Linked DNA regions of Mus musculus: regions 1, 3, 4 and 5 are each linked to region 2. A link is a contact called in public HiChIP or PLAC-seq and promoter capture Hi-C data. All regions are on one chromosome and are shown on one strand. The core of a region is the stretch at or near the end of the contact, and the rest is flanking DNA. Distances in the headings are between cores, read along the strand shown. Region 1 overlaps Fnip2 (folliculin interacting protein 2). Region 2 has its middle 15 kb from the start of Gm24150. Region 3 has its middle 67 kb from the start of Gm36442. Region 4 overlaps Fnip2 (folliculin interacting protein 2). Region 5 overlaps Fnip2 (folliculin interacting protein 2).

Region 1 (2,700 bases), core at 86-2,585, 310 kb before region 2:
CCACCTGAGTGCTGGGATTAAAGTGTGCATTACCACGTCTGGCATAATGGGATCGTTTTCATCAGAATGAACTGAACACTAATTTTAAAGATGTCTTGTAATCAGTTTCATGATCTTATATCTGTTGTCCCATTAAACTTTGAAGGCAAAGCCTTTTTATCCTTTGTACAAATGTTAAAACTGGGGTCCAAGTGTGTGGTGCTGCCTGTGCCCTGAACGAATGAAGAAAATATGTGCATGTTGTAGAGACCTAGCCAGGGCACATCTAGTGCACATGGGAGCCTGTGGTACACGCCCTGGTCTGGATAGTGAATCGAATGATGTCCCTTCTCAGATACTGAAAGCAGTTTCTAACTAATCCAGAGCTCCACCAGTTGTTGTGAATGAGCACTGGTTTTCTATACCCCTTGCCCAAAGTGTGGTTAGCAGGGTGATCTGCTATCAGATGGGGTCCCCCCCCCCCATGCTCATCTGAGTTCCTCAGAGCCAGTCTCTTAACAGGGAATGGAGTCTCACTGAAAAGCAGTGTGGCAAATAGCTGAGGGGTTAAAAACATTGCAGTTCCTAGAATGTTAGAACATTTCTTGCTGATGAGCTCAATGCTGCTTGAAGTAAAATGACTACAGCTTCCGACCTCCAGCTGTAGATAAGGAACTGTTTATGTTGATCATGTGATGAGTGCCTTGAAGGTGTTGAGTAAGCTGTCTTCATTGAGGGCAGCAGTGTCATCCTGCTGTGGCGACATTCGGAGCTGACTTGTGCTTGAGTGTCTGGATGCTAATCTAATCACACTACTAATCTTTCAGAGGTGAAAACCTGAAAATAAAGAACCAGAAATTGTGTCTATAGAGGACTTTTACAGTTAGACAGTGAGCCCTTCCAGGAACAGACAAAATAATGTACTAGTATTATTTTGGTTGGTCGGTTGGTTGGTTGGTTTTTGAGACACATTTTCAGTGCGTATCCCTGGTTGTCCTGGAACTCAGTGTGTAGACCAAGCTATCCTCGAACTCACAGAGATCCACCTGCCTCTGCCTACCAAATGCTGGGATTAAAGTCGTGTGTAACCACACCCAGCTGAGACATAAATTTTGTAGGTAAATCCTATGCCTTGCTACTATAATCATCTTCACTGCTATTGTTTGTACAGATATGTTTTTAATTGAAATAGAATGCTATCACTTTGTCCCCTCCCATGTACTCTCTTGATAACCCCTCTCATGTGTCTTTCTCACCCCTACACTCTTACGATGATAGACTGCTGCTGTTACATGCCTATATGCACAAATAGAGAAATACGGCTTGCTGAGTTTGCTCTTGTGTAGATGGTTTCAGGGATGACCACTCTGCAGTGGACAAACAATAAGGAGACTGACTCATCACTAGAAGAGGAGGCTAACTCTCCCTCTCCCAGCAGTCACTAGTTGCCTACGGTGTTTAGTTTGGGGTGGGACCCCAGGATACATTTTTCTCACTAGTGTTAATATGTCCATGTATATTGCCGTTGCTCTGCCCTTGTTTATGTGGCCATTTCTAGAAGAGACTGTTTCACTATCTCTGGTATTTGGGCACTTGCAGTCTTTCCACCCCTGCTCTGTAACTTCCCCAGAGCCACATGTGGACAGCTGTGATGTAGATTGACTCATTGAGGATGGGGTCCCCCGCATCTTTTGATCCCTGCATTGTGTCCAGTTATGGAGTCATAGCTTCTTAACTCAGTAAATGCTATCTTTGAGAGTGTGGAGTTTTTTTGTTTCCCGGTTTTGCCAAGGTAGGTTTGTGTTCTGTCCTGATCACTTTCGGTACCCAGCTACATAGTTTAGTCTGAGTATGCCTGCTCCATCTTGATTTGGGAGAGATCTGTGTTACTCATTCAGGGCTGAATTTCCTTTTTATGCCGTGGAGAGTCTGAGTAAGTTTTTACATGTGGGAGCCATGTAGCTTAAAACAGAGCCTGCCCCATCCTCACCGTACCATTAAGTATGTACATATCTGCATTAGAAGTTGGCATATGCTAGTGAGGAGGAGCCATTGTGTAATTCTTATCTAAAACAAGATAGGTGTTTGATTTAGAAAGCCAGCACGTTAACAAGAAATCAGTAGAGTTGAGTCACCTAGCAGTCTCATTTTCAACCTAGCACGTGCTTTCTCTGTCCTGCGTATCTGTGTGTGCCCCACCCACCTATTCTAGATGGAGTCTTACTGTGTAGCTGGCTGACTCACACTCACACTCAGGCCTCCTGCCTGTCTCTTCCGTGCTGGGATTACTGGTATGCCCAGCTCTTGATCTGTATTTCTTTACCATGAGAATGCTGTGTGGAGCTGAGAATGTAACTCGGTGATTGAGTGCTTGTATGGCATGCAAAGAGACCAGGATTGGATTCTCACCACCACAAAAACACCTACAAATGACTGTGTGATGTCCTAGAAACCTGTGCGGCTTCTAAGCTTGTATGCATACATTTAAAAATAGATTTCAAAAATGATTATAAATTCTGAAAAAGGACACTGAATTTTTTAACCTTTTTTATTGTGTGTGTGTGTGTGTGTGTGTGTGTGTGTGAGTGAGAGAGAGAGAGAGAGTGTGTGTGTGTGTGTGTGTGTGTGTGTGTGAGTGAGAGAGAGAGAGAGTGTGTGTGTGTGTGTGTGTATGTGTGTGAGTGAGAGAGAGAGAGAGAGTGTGTGTGTGTGTGTGTGTGT
Region 2 (2,700 bases), core at 124-2,623:
AGGACAAATTCATAAAGTCCCTGTGGGTTCTGAGCATAGAACTCAAGTTGCCCTCTCGCCTGCACCACAGGAATTTCTTAATTTACTGAATTACCTTCGCATGCTTTTAAAATCCCACTGAATTAATTGTTAAACATTTACATAAAATATTTAACTAAAGAACAAAAAACCCCCATTTATCCCTCTGTATGTTTGTCTGCCTTTGTGTGACCTAATGGTACATTTGTTATAAATATCAATTTTGTTCTTTGTTAGAATTGTTTTGCAGTTGTCTTCCATTATAGATTTAAGATTAGCTTATTGGTATTAAGAATGCCGGTTAGGATCTGACTGGGTTGCTTGGACTGAAGTCAAACACCAGCTTTTTCCATGAGCATAGAGTACCTTTTTATTTCAGAAAATTTCCTTTCACATACAGGTCATGTGTATCTCTTATTAGGTCATATGTTATCTCATATTAGTCTTGATCATAAACCTTTTAATAGTAAATCACAAGATTTTACCACTTCCGTCCATAAGAGAAATTCTGAAACAGATTAAACAATGTCAACAGTGTTGATTTTTGTAGAAAGGGAGGAAACACTCATTTTACTCATACCACAGTGTGATTCATTAGAAAAGCCCTCATTTCCCTCAGCTGAGCTAAACCAGTTGGCCTTTTATTACTTGCTAACTTTGTAGTAAGGTATACGTGTGTGTAAGTGTTCTTTTCCTTGTTTCAAACAGGTTTTGCTAGGTCCTGTCTCACAAAGGCACACTAGCATTTTACCTTAGGAAGTGTGCTGCATCCGATAGATGGCTGGGATTTGAAGCCAGCCTTGTAAATGTGCTTCAAGACTGAGGTGTTTGATTTTATCAGTCTTACTCACTCACCAACTTATTATATAGTTCTTAATGTATCTTTGTTGTTGTTGCTTCTGCGAATGTTATAAAAATTAGGTTGTTTGTGGATAGATATTGGAACCGAGCCGATGTCTCTGACTCAATATGCTCAGCTTTGCACTGTGAAATGGTGAAAATTAACGAACCATTTTGGTCATGGCACGGGTCCCTGTGCTGAAGGGAGAGCCTGGCCTGGACCATAACTTTTGAAGAACCAGTCAGGTGACATCTGTGCCAAAGCACAGTGGTCAGCAGAGTCGTGTTTGTGCCGCTTTGTAGAGGGATAGCAGCAGATCAATTTAGCTGAGCTGTCTGTAGCAGGTCGGTGGCGAGGGCACAGACACTCCCAAAGCGTAGCCCTCATACCACTGTCCCAGGCTGCTTTGGGTTGTGGCACGAGAAAAATTTGCTCTGTGTAGCCCGGTACATCTGAGGTAAGAACAACTTTATCACCGGAAGAGGGAAAGCGAGAGTCACACAGCTTCCTCCAGCCTCGCCCATCTGTGATGATGTAAATATACGCCAGTCTTTACCGCACTAATCCCTCAGGCCAGTATACAATTCAACTCTTTTGGTGGAGAGCAACCGGCTCTTCGCACCGCTCTAATACATGTTAATAACAAAGATTGCAGCTGTAGCTCTTGTGAACATTTGACCTTGAAGCCTCACAGGAGGACAGACATTGCCGATTTCTACTTGTCCTTGAGTTACAAGAGTAGATAATGAATTAATACAAATTGATAAAGAGTATCTGTCAGGCAGCTGCTGAGGTCATGAGACTGGTATGCGGAAAGAGTGCCCATACAACATGCGTAATACATAATGCAGCCCAGAGAGGTGGGTGGGTCATGGAAGCAGGAAGCGAGCCTCAGAAGGAATGTTGGCTCTGCTAGAGCCACAAGCCCGGAGTGCATGGGCTCACCAGCAGCTAACAGGGAAATGGGAGCGCTTGCTGCTACAGAGACGTAGCCGTAGACGGTGGCAGCACTGTTGCTGTACTGGGGCTTCAAAGACATTGAAGACAGTGCAGGTTGGATTTTTAGAAATTAAAATGTTCATACTACAAATATTAAATGCTTAATGCTTCTTAAGTAGAGGAACTGAACAGGGGGGTGGGAGAGTAGGGGGGCACAGTGAAGAGCCCTTCCTTATTATTTTTGTATGTGCTTGCTACATTTGTAAGTAAAGATTCAGTGCTGGGCTTCCAAACTGCCATTGAGTGCTTGCTGATGGTGGAACATTTCTAAAGTAGCTGTGGAAGGTGTCTAGAGACGGTGAAATGTGTGTAGTTTCCAAATACTTAGGGAATCGTCGCCACTTAGTCCACTCTCTTGACACAGTGTGTATACAGACACACACACACACAGACATAGACACACACACACACAGACACACACACACACACATTTTGTAATTTACATGAGGTATGATTTTATTTAGTGCCTGCTAATTTTTGAGTGAATGTAAAACATTTAAAAAGATTCAGTGTGTTTTTATGGCAAGTTTTTCAGTGTACTTTGCTGTTTTCTCTTGACTTGGGGAATGAAATTCCAGGCTTCCACAGTTGCTACCATACTTTGTCTAGACAATGAGATGTGACTCTTTCTTTGAAGTCATCGATACATACATTGATTTTGGTTCAGGAGCATCAGTTGGTTACTTACATTTTAGTTAATTAGATTTATTTATAAGGAGATTAACATTCAGTGTCTATCACTTTCTAGGAATGACGAGATGAGAAATAGGCTCTCTGATAGTTTGGCGTTTTAGATGATTTGGTAAATTTGGATCGCCTGTCAGTGTCTCAGCTTCTCTGCT
Region 3 (2,700 bases), core at 83-2,582, 260 kb before region 2:
TGCCATGGTGCATGTGTGTAGGCCGAAGAACAGTTTGCCAAAGTCATTTCCCTTCTTCTACGGTGTGGGCCCCAGAGATCAAACCTCAGGCCATCAGGGTTGGCAGCGAATGTCTTACCTGATGCGCCATCTCTTCAGCCTCATTGCCTTCTTTTAAATTTTTAAAATTCTTTCTGCCCTGTTACTGTTAGCACTACCTTCAATTTTACCTAATTCTCATTTGTTAAAAAAAAAAAAAAACTTAGAGTAAACATTTTGTGTATGAGTGTTTTACCTGTACCTATGTGCAATGCCTGCAGATGCCAGAACAGGGCGTCAGATCCTCTAGAACTGCAGTCAGAGATGGTTGTGAGCCATCCTGTGGATATGGGGAACCAAACCCAGGTCCTCTGCAAGAAGCACCCAGTGATCTTAACTGCTGAGTGATCTTCCCAGCGTGTGTGTGTGTGTGTGTGTGTGTCTGTGTCTGTGTCTGTGTCTGTGTCTGTGTCTGTGTGTGTGTGTCTGTGTCTCTGTGTGTGTTAGTGGGATTGAATAAGAGTGTCACCCCCATTATACAAGTTCTCCACAACTAAGCCCCAGCCCCAGTCCCTTTATGTTTCTGTGTCTTTAGTATCTTTAGTGGGTTCTGACATAGAACACATTTATGGTCTATTTTGCTTGCATCAATAAAAATTTTTAAAAAGTGTATTTTTTTTTCTATCTCCAGTTAGAAAGCCGGCGATCCTGCACATAGTGAAGGGCTTGGCAGACAGTGGGAATGATCTTAGATTGACTACTTCTTTTACTATTTAAAAATGTTTTATTACACAACAATGTTTGATATTTCCGCTACAACTGCTGGTTCAGAGATGACCAAATTTTTCCTAGCAGCCTGAACATCAAGAAATGGGCTGAGGAGAGAAAATAGGTTTTAGCACTCAGGAAAAACTGGCTGGCCTTTTCTTACGTAAGTGTCTAAAACTGACAGGGCAAGCTTGGCTTTCCTGTGGATGCTTGTGACAGAGAAAACACTCCAGGTGCTGAGGAGGGGCCGTGAAGACGGGCTGCCCTGGTTCCAGGTGTCTTGCCTTTTGTGTGGAGCTGGGACCTCGTGGACTCCGTGGCTGCTTTGGTTCATGACCAAACAATTCAGTGGCCTCTTGGTCACTGGCTTGAATGTTGTCATAAGCTGATTAAAATAGCTATTTATTCTGGAGCACCAAAGCGGCCAGCACCCACGGTGCCTGAAGCCACCCTTTCTCTTCTGTCTGCTGCCCTGACCCACATCTTGTGAGCTCTGTCTGGGGAACTAAAAATACTTCCATATAAGTGGTTAAGCGGCTGTCTCTTGGATTCTGAGGTTAACTTTTCAAAGTGACTGTGCTGAGTTCCAGTGAGTCAGCCTCCCACCTAATCTATATAGCACAGTGAGTTACTCACTTGAGTTTCACAGAGACAAGCTTCCTTTGGGGCTTTGCGTTTTCCGTACCCACCATGAAGTGATGTCATTGTGTATCCGTGTATTTCTGGCTTTCGCGGAGGACCCTAATGACCTGCTCTCTCTTAAGTTCTTCCCTAAGGATATGGCTCTCTCATTGGCTGCTTCCTCAAGGCACCATCAATATTTGCTCTTTCTAATTCTGGAAGTGAAAAAAGTCCCATTGGCAAAGGGGAAGTTTTGAGCTACACATACAGAAGCACTTGTCAGGTCCTTTGTTGTCTAAGGGACAAGTCCTTCCCTCTCTTCTCTCCTTGGGACACTCCCGGGAGACCTTTATTTACATGGATCTTTTTACATCTTCAGTGCAGCCCACACCTACCATCAGATCGCTCAAGAGAGAGCTTTAAGATGAATTTCTTCATATTTCCCGTTTTCAAGCTAGCCTTCTGCATAGGCTCATGGGGCAGGGGGTTGCTGATGATGAACAGCAACAGATGGGGGAATATTTCAGAGATGCTGGCTACTTGAAAAGACCATCCCTACCCTTACTGTGGGTGCTCTCCATCCCACCTCCAGAGGCCAGCCTGGCCTTGACTGCAGCCAGGCATCACCACTCAGCCCTTCATGAGGGCAGAGGTTTTGGAAGGTGGGACAGCGTGTCATGATGCTCCAGACTGGTGCCACACATATTCTAAGTGAGTTAAGTACAGCTTTGTTTCCTTTGATTGGCTCTCCATCTTGACACACCACCCTAGAATTATTTATGATTATGCTGTACATACACTACTCTCTAAACATTTCATCTTTCCCCCTGGAATAGTGCTTATTTGACCCTGGATCAACAGCCTATATCATAGACACTACTAAAAAACAAAAGTTGGGTTGGTTTTTTTTATTGTTGTTGTTAAACCAGACAGATCAAAAGAACATACATATTAGGCAGCTATTGATAGAAAAACGTTTAAAAGCAAAGGATAACTATTGCCCAATGGAAAGAACAGGGCTTATAAGAAGCTATCCTCTCTTTTTAAGGAAATTTTTTCTTTCTATTTAGGTGTCTGTCTATCTGTGTCTCTTTCCCTGTATAATATATATATATATAAAACGTGTATGTGTGTGTGTTTGCAATGTTGCCTTTGGAAGCCAGAAGAGGGCGCTGGAACTAGAGGTACAGGCAGTTGTGGCTTCCTCACATGGTCCTCTCCAAGAACAGTGAGTGAGCTATCTCTCCAGCCCCAAGGAATTTTTTAAAAAACTGTACACGTTTTGCTTAAATG
Region 4 (2,700 bases), core at 166-2,665, 360 kb before region 2:
GCAGCTTCCTCCCAAGTCACTGGTAACTTTGGACCCTGCGTTTCAGCCATCAACATCCGCTACTCACCAGGCATTGGACCTCCTTTTCATTTCTCTCTGGTCTTGGTGACGGAAGCTGGAAGTGGAAAGCGGCAAATCACTTGCCATCATTGTGGCTTGGAATCTGTGCCTCCCAGCTCAGTACAATGGCAACACACAGCTGGGGCTACTCCAAATGTGTCTAATCTGAGTGGAGATGACCTCTAAACCACTGAGGTATGGTGACATGCTGTAGTCCCTGGACTTCAGAGGCTGAAGTGGGAGGATTGTTGAGGCCAGTCTGGTTTAAAGACTAATCAGTCGATTTCAGATGTGGTCCATGTTCTCGAGAAATCTGTTACCTAGCTCCGGAATTCAGAAAGGACATCATGACATCGCCGTGGGGTGAGATGGGAAGAGAGTGATGCTTAACAGTGGCAGCTGGAGCACTAATGCTGGTGGAGGAGGTGACATCCAAGGCTTGCTGTCAGTGGACACCACCTCACACCTGCCTTTATGACAGTCCTGCACAGTCCAAATGTCCTTGCAAAAGTAAGACCCTGGACAAGAGAAGACTGAGACTGACTTCTAAGGTACACATGCCACATGCTGTGGAGGAAGAGTTGAGGCCCAGTTATAGCTAGGCAGTTCTGAGCTCTAAGAAGCAGATCTTTCCAAGTCCATTCTGTCTTCCTGAGGAGGATGTTGGAGCATTTTTTTCAGGACAGGGCCATTGTGGGAAATTCTAACCAAGTGAACGATCTTGGTTTCTTCCTAGTGAGGTTACAAGGTCTGGCTTGGAAAGTTACTTGGAAGATGTTTTAGACAGAAGATTTGGTGTAGTTACAGGTGTTAAAATTGTGGTCTAAGGGGCCTTTGTCAGTGGAAGAGACGATTTGGAAGCTAATTATTTCATAGTTATAATTCTCTACCTTGTATTAATTTATTCTGCAGTTTACTGTTCTCTGTGGACTTTGCAGAATCTATTTTAGATTGTGCAATTTCTTGGAGATTCCAGAGAACCGGCTGCATTTTGTGAGGTTGGAATTGAAGTGAGGAGGTGACTGATTTTAGTAAGATCATCTGCCAGGTGTTGTCGCCTTCGTGTTGTGTGAATCTCAGGCCGTCCTCTCTGAGCTGTCAGCACACAAACGGTGTGTACTCTGGGCCTTGTGCAGACAGACAGACAGCACATCCCATTAGTCTGCAGCCCCAGAAGTTTTCAGAGGGTTTCTCAGCTGCTCACATGCAGTATTTCAAAGCCCTTAGAGCTGGATAGAGTCAGAGCTGAGCAGACTAAGACTAGGGATGTTTGAGTAGTCTCCTGAGTCGCGTGGACAGTGAGTAACTGGGGCCAGAACGAGGTGTGCCTGTCTTCTTGCCCAGCCTTCTGTCCCCGGTGTGACCAGCAGGGCCCCATGAGCTGGCCCCTCCCCTCTGCATGCTCAGATGCCTCCTGGGTTCCCGGTACTCAGGCACCATGAGGCACTTACTCAGATGTGTCTGCTGAGTCACAGTTCAACATCCTTTTCCTTGCTTTCCCTTCTCATAAATTGATTTCTACATATTCGTAAGCAGCAGATGTAGCTTTTTTTTTCTACTAGAACCTAAAGAATGTTGAGTCTTTCTTAATTAGTCATGCATTTGTTACATAGGAAGCTTTTAATTTAAATTTAATTTAATTTAGTTTTTTGTTTTTTTCGAGACAGGGTCTCTCTGTGGAGCCCTTGCTGTCCTGGAACTCACTCTGTAGACCAGGCTAGCCTCAAACTCAGAAGTCCGCCTGCCTCTGCCTCCCGAGTGCTGGGATTAAAGGTGTGCGCCACCACTGCCTGGCTTAGTTTTAATTTTGTTTTGATATAAATCATGGTTGTTACCCATCAATCTAAAATAGAAAGAAGACAAGAGAGAGTCATCTTTTAACAGATACTTATTTTATTAATGTGTGTGTGTGTGTTTAAATTTAGTTACTTGTTCAGTTGGTTTTGAGACAGGGTCTTATGTAACCTACCTGGTCTACATAGTGTCTTAGTCAGGGTTTCTATTCCTGCACAAACATCATGACCAAGAAGCAAGTTGGGGAGGAAAGGGTTTATTCAGCTTACACTTCCATACTGCTGTTCATCACCAAGGAAGTCAGGACTGGTACTCAAGCAGGTCAGGAAGCAGGAGCTGATGCAGAGGCCATGGAGGGATGTTCTTTACTGGCTTGCTTCCCCTGGCTTGCTCAGCCTGCTCTCTTATAGAACCAAGACTACCAGCCCAGAGATGGCACTGCCCACAAGGGGCCTTTCCCTATTGATCACTAATTGAGAAAATGCCTTACAGTTGGATCTCATGGAGGCATTTCCTCAACTGAAGCTCCTTTCTCTGTGATAACCCCAGTTGTGTCAAGTTGACACAAAACTAGCCAGTATGATTGACCCCTTGTCAATTTGACACACAAACACATCACTAGTAAGCCTCAACCCTTACATTCTTATTCATCCCCAAGATCTAAACAACTGTAAAAGCCCCACAGTCTTTACATATTCTTAAAATCCAAAGTCTTTTTAAAATTAAAAGTCTCTTAACTGTGGGCTCCACTAAAATATTTTCTTCCTTCAAGAGGGAAAATATCAGGGCACAGTCATAATCAAAAGCAAAAATCAATCTCCAACCGTCCGATGTCTGGGATCCAAC
Region 5 (2,700 bases), core at 186-2,685, 340 kb before region 2:
AACACTCCAGAAGAGGGCTTCGGACCCATTATAAATGGTTGTGAACCACCATGTGGTTGCAGGGAATTGAACTCAGGAACTAAGAGCAGTCAGTGCTCTTAACCACTGAGCCATCTGTCCAACTCCGCAGCCTTTGTGGCTTTAACATACATTTCAGTGGGAAGTTTTCTTGTTTTGGGTTTGTTTTGTTTTGTTTTTGAGACAGGGTCTCTCTATGATGTAGCCCTGGCTGTCCTAGAGGTCACTGTGTAGACCAGGATGGCCTGGAACTCACAGACATCTGCCAGCCTCTGTGTTGGCATATACGCCGCACCCAGCCAGAACGAGTTTTAATGGCCTTGTATACATTTAAAATTCGGCAGTGTAGGTCCTAGTCATCAGACCTGGTTTTGACAGACATCTCTACAGGAATATTGCATTCATATAGGGATAGCTGGGCTGAGCGCTAGCAGGCTCTTCTCATTCTACTGCACTTCTTCTTTTCTGCACAGTAACTTGGTCGCTCCTGGGGTCATGATGTGTAGGCTTGGCTGTAAGTGTGGGGTGGCTTCCGCCTGTCCGTCAGCTTGGGGTCATGTGGCATGTCTCATCGGTCACACCTTGAACACTGGCTGCCTCTGGCCTAAGGGCAGAGGAAAATAGTTTCCAAAATAAACTTTGCCATTGTGCAAAGGACGCCAGGCACGACATGGACAACACACTGGTGATAGAAGGAACGACTAGAATTTACTTTCTTTCTTCTTTGCGTCTGAGGTTTAAGAGAATAAATCTGCTGCCTTCAGTTAATTTGAAGTTAACGTGCTTCATATTAACTACCATTGCTTGAACCGGGGAAGGACCAAAGGCACTCAGCTTCTCACAGAAACTGGCCTTCTCAGTCCTGGGAGGGAGCGCACGCATAGCTTCTGGAGCTTGTGTGTATGGCAAGCTTGGGTGAAGCCCTTTACGTATTCTACTTAATCCACAAAGCAAGTTTGTGAGGTCAGCAGTTGTACATTGATAATCCAGTGGCAAAGTGGAAGGGGAAAGCCTTGGGGTTTGAATCCGGCTGTCCCTGACTGTATTCACAGGGTCTACTGTGAAGGTTTTCAGTGTTCTCTCCTTTATCCGCCTGTCCATTTCTCACCCATCGCTTCCGTGTCCTCCCTGGATCCTATAGCAGAGTCCTCCTGAGTAGTTGGCAGCCTTCTGCTTCAGGTGCGTCTTTTAGACTCTGCTCTAAGCTGTCTCTTCTCTACCTCTGCGGCTGTCACTGCAGCCTGTAGCAGGCAGCGTGAGGGGCCTGGCTCTCTGTGCAGTCCACTCCCATGGGTCTGCTTTTCTTAGGGCAGTCAGCTATCTGATCTTATCAACCATCTGCTTTCCTTGGCTGCTCTTTGTGTTCAGAGTTTATCCTGTCTGGGCCTGCTTCGGTCCCATCCCCCAGCTCGCTGACCTCATAGGGCAGCTCTCCCTGCCTTTCCTCCCTCCCTTTCCTGTGCTGCACTCTGCTGCTTCGTGGTGTTCACGTCAACTGGTCGGTCACTCTTCACGTCTGGTTTAAAAGTTGATTTAAGTCCTCAGTGACTTCTGTGCCTCTCTCCTTAAATCTCGCTGTTTTGGAGTCTAGGTCTTGCTGTGTAACCAGGATGGTCTGCTTCTGCAGCCTTAGACTCCTGAGGACTGAGCTTATAGACGTCAGTCACTATGCCAGGCTCTGAGACTCTTTTGTATCCTTTAGTTTCCCTTTTGACCTTCAGACAGTTTGTAGTTATATATTTATATGTAAGTATTAGGTTAGTAATATCCCTATTAAGCCTTGAACTTCATGAGGGCAGGTTTGATTAATTATTGATTCCCTTGCACCTGCTACAGAGCCTTGAATACAATGCAGACTAAATTTGTGTTGAATGGATTGCCAAGGCTGTGCTGAAAGCACACTCTGTAAATAGTTCTCTAGTTCCTGCTTTCCGATCGAATTCTTTACTGCAACATACACCTGTATTTTCTTCTTAACATCCTTTGCTTGGGAGCAAACTGTGTTTCCCTTTTTGCTAAGCATCATGGCTAGCAAATGCGTTTGGTCTCAGCGCCACAGTATCAAGCCAGACGTGCTAGGGGTAACCTTACACTGTGGAACGGCTGCCAGCTCCCCCTGAGGGGATGGCTGCCACAGAGGCACAGGCGCTCCTTTAACTGGGGTGCTCTCCCCAGAACCCAGGCATCCCACTTAGCCCTCTCTTGTGTGTCCTTGCAACTTCTTTCTGCCATTTGATTTCAAACTGACTACAGAAGGCAGTGCTTTCTCTCCAGCGATTTATTATTAGGGCAGCCTCGCCACCGTTGGCACAAGAATTGTCAGCATTTGTGCAGCCAGTTTCCGAGCACGCTGGCTGGGAATTGTATTTATTTGCCATGGTCACACCAAGCGTTGCAGATAATCCAGCTTCTCTCTCTTTTGAATCCACAGTTGGTCGTGTTCGGAGTTTGGCTTGAGTGACATCCGCCTGCTAGTTTACCAGGACTGTGAGAGGAGAGGCAGACAAGTCATGTTTGACTCCAGAGCCGTTCAGAAGATGGAAGAGGCAGCAGCTCAGGTGTGAAATGCTGATTGGCTTTCAAACCTCTCTGATCTGTTGTGTGCTGCCTGCAGGGATGCAGAAGGGGCAAGCAGAGATGCACCACAGCAGGCAGGCCTGTGTCTGCGGACACAACGGAAAC

Evidence for each region. Promoter capture Hi-C pulls out the DNA fragments that hold promoters and counts their contacts. HiChIP or PLAC-seq counts read pairs in DNA pulled down with a chosen protein or histone mark. Capture Hi-C pulls out chosen DNA fragments and counts their contacts.
Region 1: an H3K4me3 HiChIP or PLAC-seq map of bone marrow-derived macrophages shows a contact between it and region 2, with 4 times the contacts expected there. The contact joins two enhancer-like sites. A contact is called at or near these places in 10 of 39 promoter capture datasets (the C10 cell line, the HPC-7 cell line, cranial neural crest and 7 more), 1 of 484 Hi-C or Micro-C datasets (undifferentiated spermatogonia), 7 of 115 datasets of contacts at active chromatin or transcription factors (T-cell acute lymphoblastic leukemia, bone marrow-derived macrophages, cardiomyocytes and 4 more) and 3 of 9 other capture datasets (adipose tissue, liver and pancreatic islet).
Region 3: a promoter capture Hi-C map of liver shows a contact between it and region 2. The contact joins two enhancer-like sites. A contact is called at or near these places in 9 of 39 promoter capture datasets (the C10 cell line, the HPC-7 cell line, cranial neural crest and 6 more), 6 of 484 Hi-C or Micro-C datasets (bone marrow-derived macrophages, embryonic stem cells, liver and 2 more) and 1 of 115 datasets of contacts at active chromatin or transcription factors (fibro-adipogenic progenitors).
Region 4: a contact with region 2 is called in a FOXA1 HiChIP or PLAC-seq map of pancreatic cancer cells. The contact joins two enhancer-like sites. A contact is called at or near these places in 10 of 39 promoter capture datasets (the C10 cell line, the HPC-7 cell line, cranial neural crest and 7 more), 5 of 115 datasets of contacts at active chromatin or transcription factors (the NIH/3T3 cell line, bone marrow-derived macrophages, cardiomyocytes and 2 more) and 3 of 9 other capture datasets (adipose tissue, embryonic stem cells and liver).
Region 5: a promoter capture Hi-C map of adipose tissue shows a contact between it and region 2. The contact joins two enhancer-like sites. A contact is called at or near these places in 11 of 39 promoter capture datasets (the C10 cell line, the HPC-7 cell line, cranial neural crest and 8 more), 5 of 115 datasets of contacts at active chromatin or transcription factors (bone marrow-derived macrophages, cardiomyocytes, extraembryonic endoderm stem cells and 2 more) and 3 of 9 other capture datasets (adipose tissue, embryonic stem cells and liver).

Annotation. Positions count from the first base shown.
Region 1 is chr3:79,489,791-79,492,490 of GRCm38.p6, reverse strand. The region is part of intron 10 of Fnip2 (folliculin interacting protein 2); the gene reads left to right. Among named protein-coding and RNA genes, the nearest start is that of Gm36442, 21 kb to the left of the region's middle. Within about 2 kb of position 1,335, at least 35 of the 459 cell types and tissues checked have an H3K27ac peak or open chromatin away from gene starts, as enhancers often do. A contact at or near this core is called in bone marrow-derived macrophages, where this site is marked.
Region 2 is chr3:79,180,419-79,183,118 of GRCm38.p6, reverse strand. It overlaps a transcript of Rapgef2 not described here. Among named protein-coding and RNA genes, the nearest start is that of Gm24150, 15 kb to the left of the region's middle. Within about 2 kb of position 1,373, at least 240 of the 459 cell types and tissues checked have an H3K27ac peak or open chromatin away from gene starts, as enhancers often do. A contact at or near this core is called in the NIH/3T3 cell line, adipose tissue, bone marrow-derived macrophages and 3 more, where this site is marked.
Region 3 is chr3:79,443,928-79,446,627 of GRCm38.p6, reverse strand. It overlaps a transcript of Gm17359 not described here. Among named protein-coding and RNA genes, the nearest start is that of Gm36442, 67 kb to the left of the region's middle. Within about 2 kb of position 1,332, at least 23 of the 459 cell types and tissues checked have an H3K27ac peak or open chromatin away from gene starts, as enhancers often do. A contact at or near this core is called in liver, where this site is marked.
Region 4 is chr3:79,541,511-79,544,210 of GRCm38.p6, reverse strand. The region is part of intron 1 of Fnip2 (folliculin interacting protein 2); the gene reads left to right. Among named protein-coding and RNA genes, the nearest start is that of Fnip2, 25 kb to the left of the region's middle. Within about 2 kb of position 1,415, at least 134 of the 459 cell types and tissues checked have an H3K27ac peak or open chromatin away from gene starts, as enhancers often do. A contact at or near this core is called in the NIH/3T3 cell line, bone marrow-derived macrophages, liver and 1 more, where this site is marked.
Region 5 is chr3:79,517,941-79,520,640 of GRCm38.p6, reverse strand. Fnip2 (folliculin interacting protein 2) reads left to right here. Exons shown (of 17, transcript NM_001162999.2): 2 at 2,450-2,576. Among named protein-coding and RNA genes, the nearest start is that of Gm36442, 7.2 kb to the right of the region's middle. Within about 2 kb of position 1,435, at least 118 of the 459 cell types and tissues checked have an H3K27ac peak or open chromatin away from gene starts, as enhancers often do. A contact at or near this core is called in adipose tissue, cardiomyocytes and liver, where this site is marked.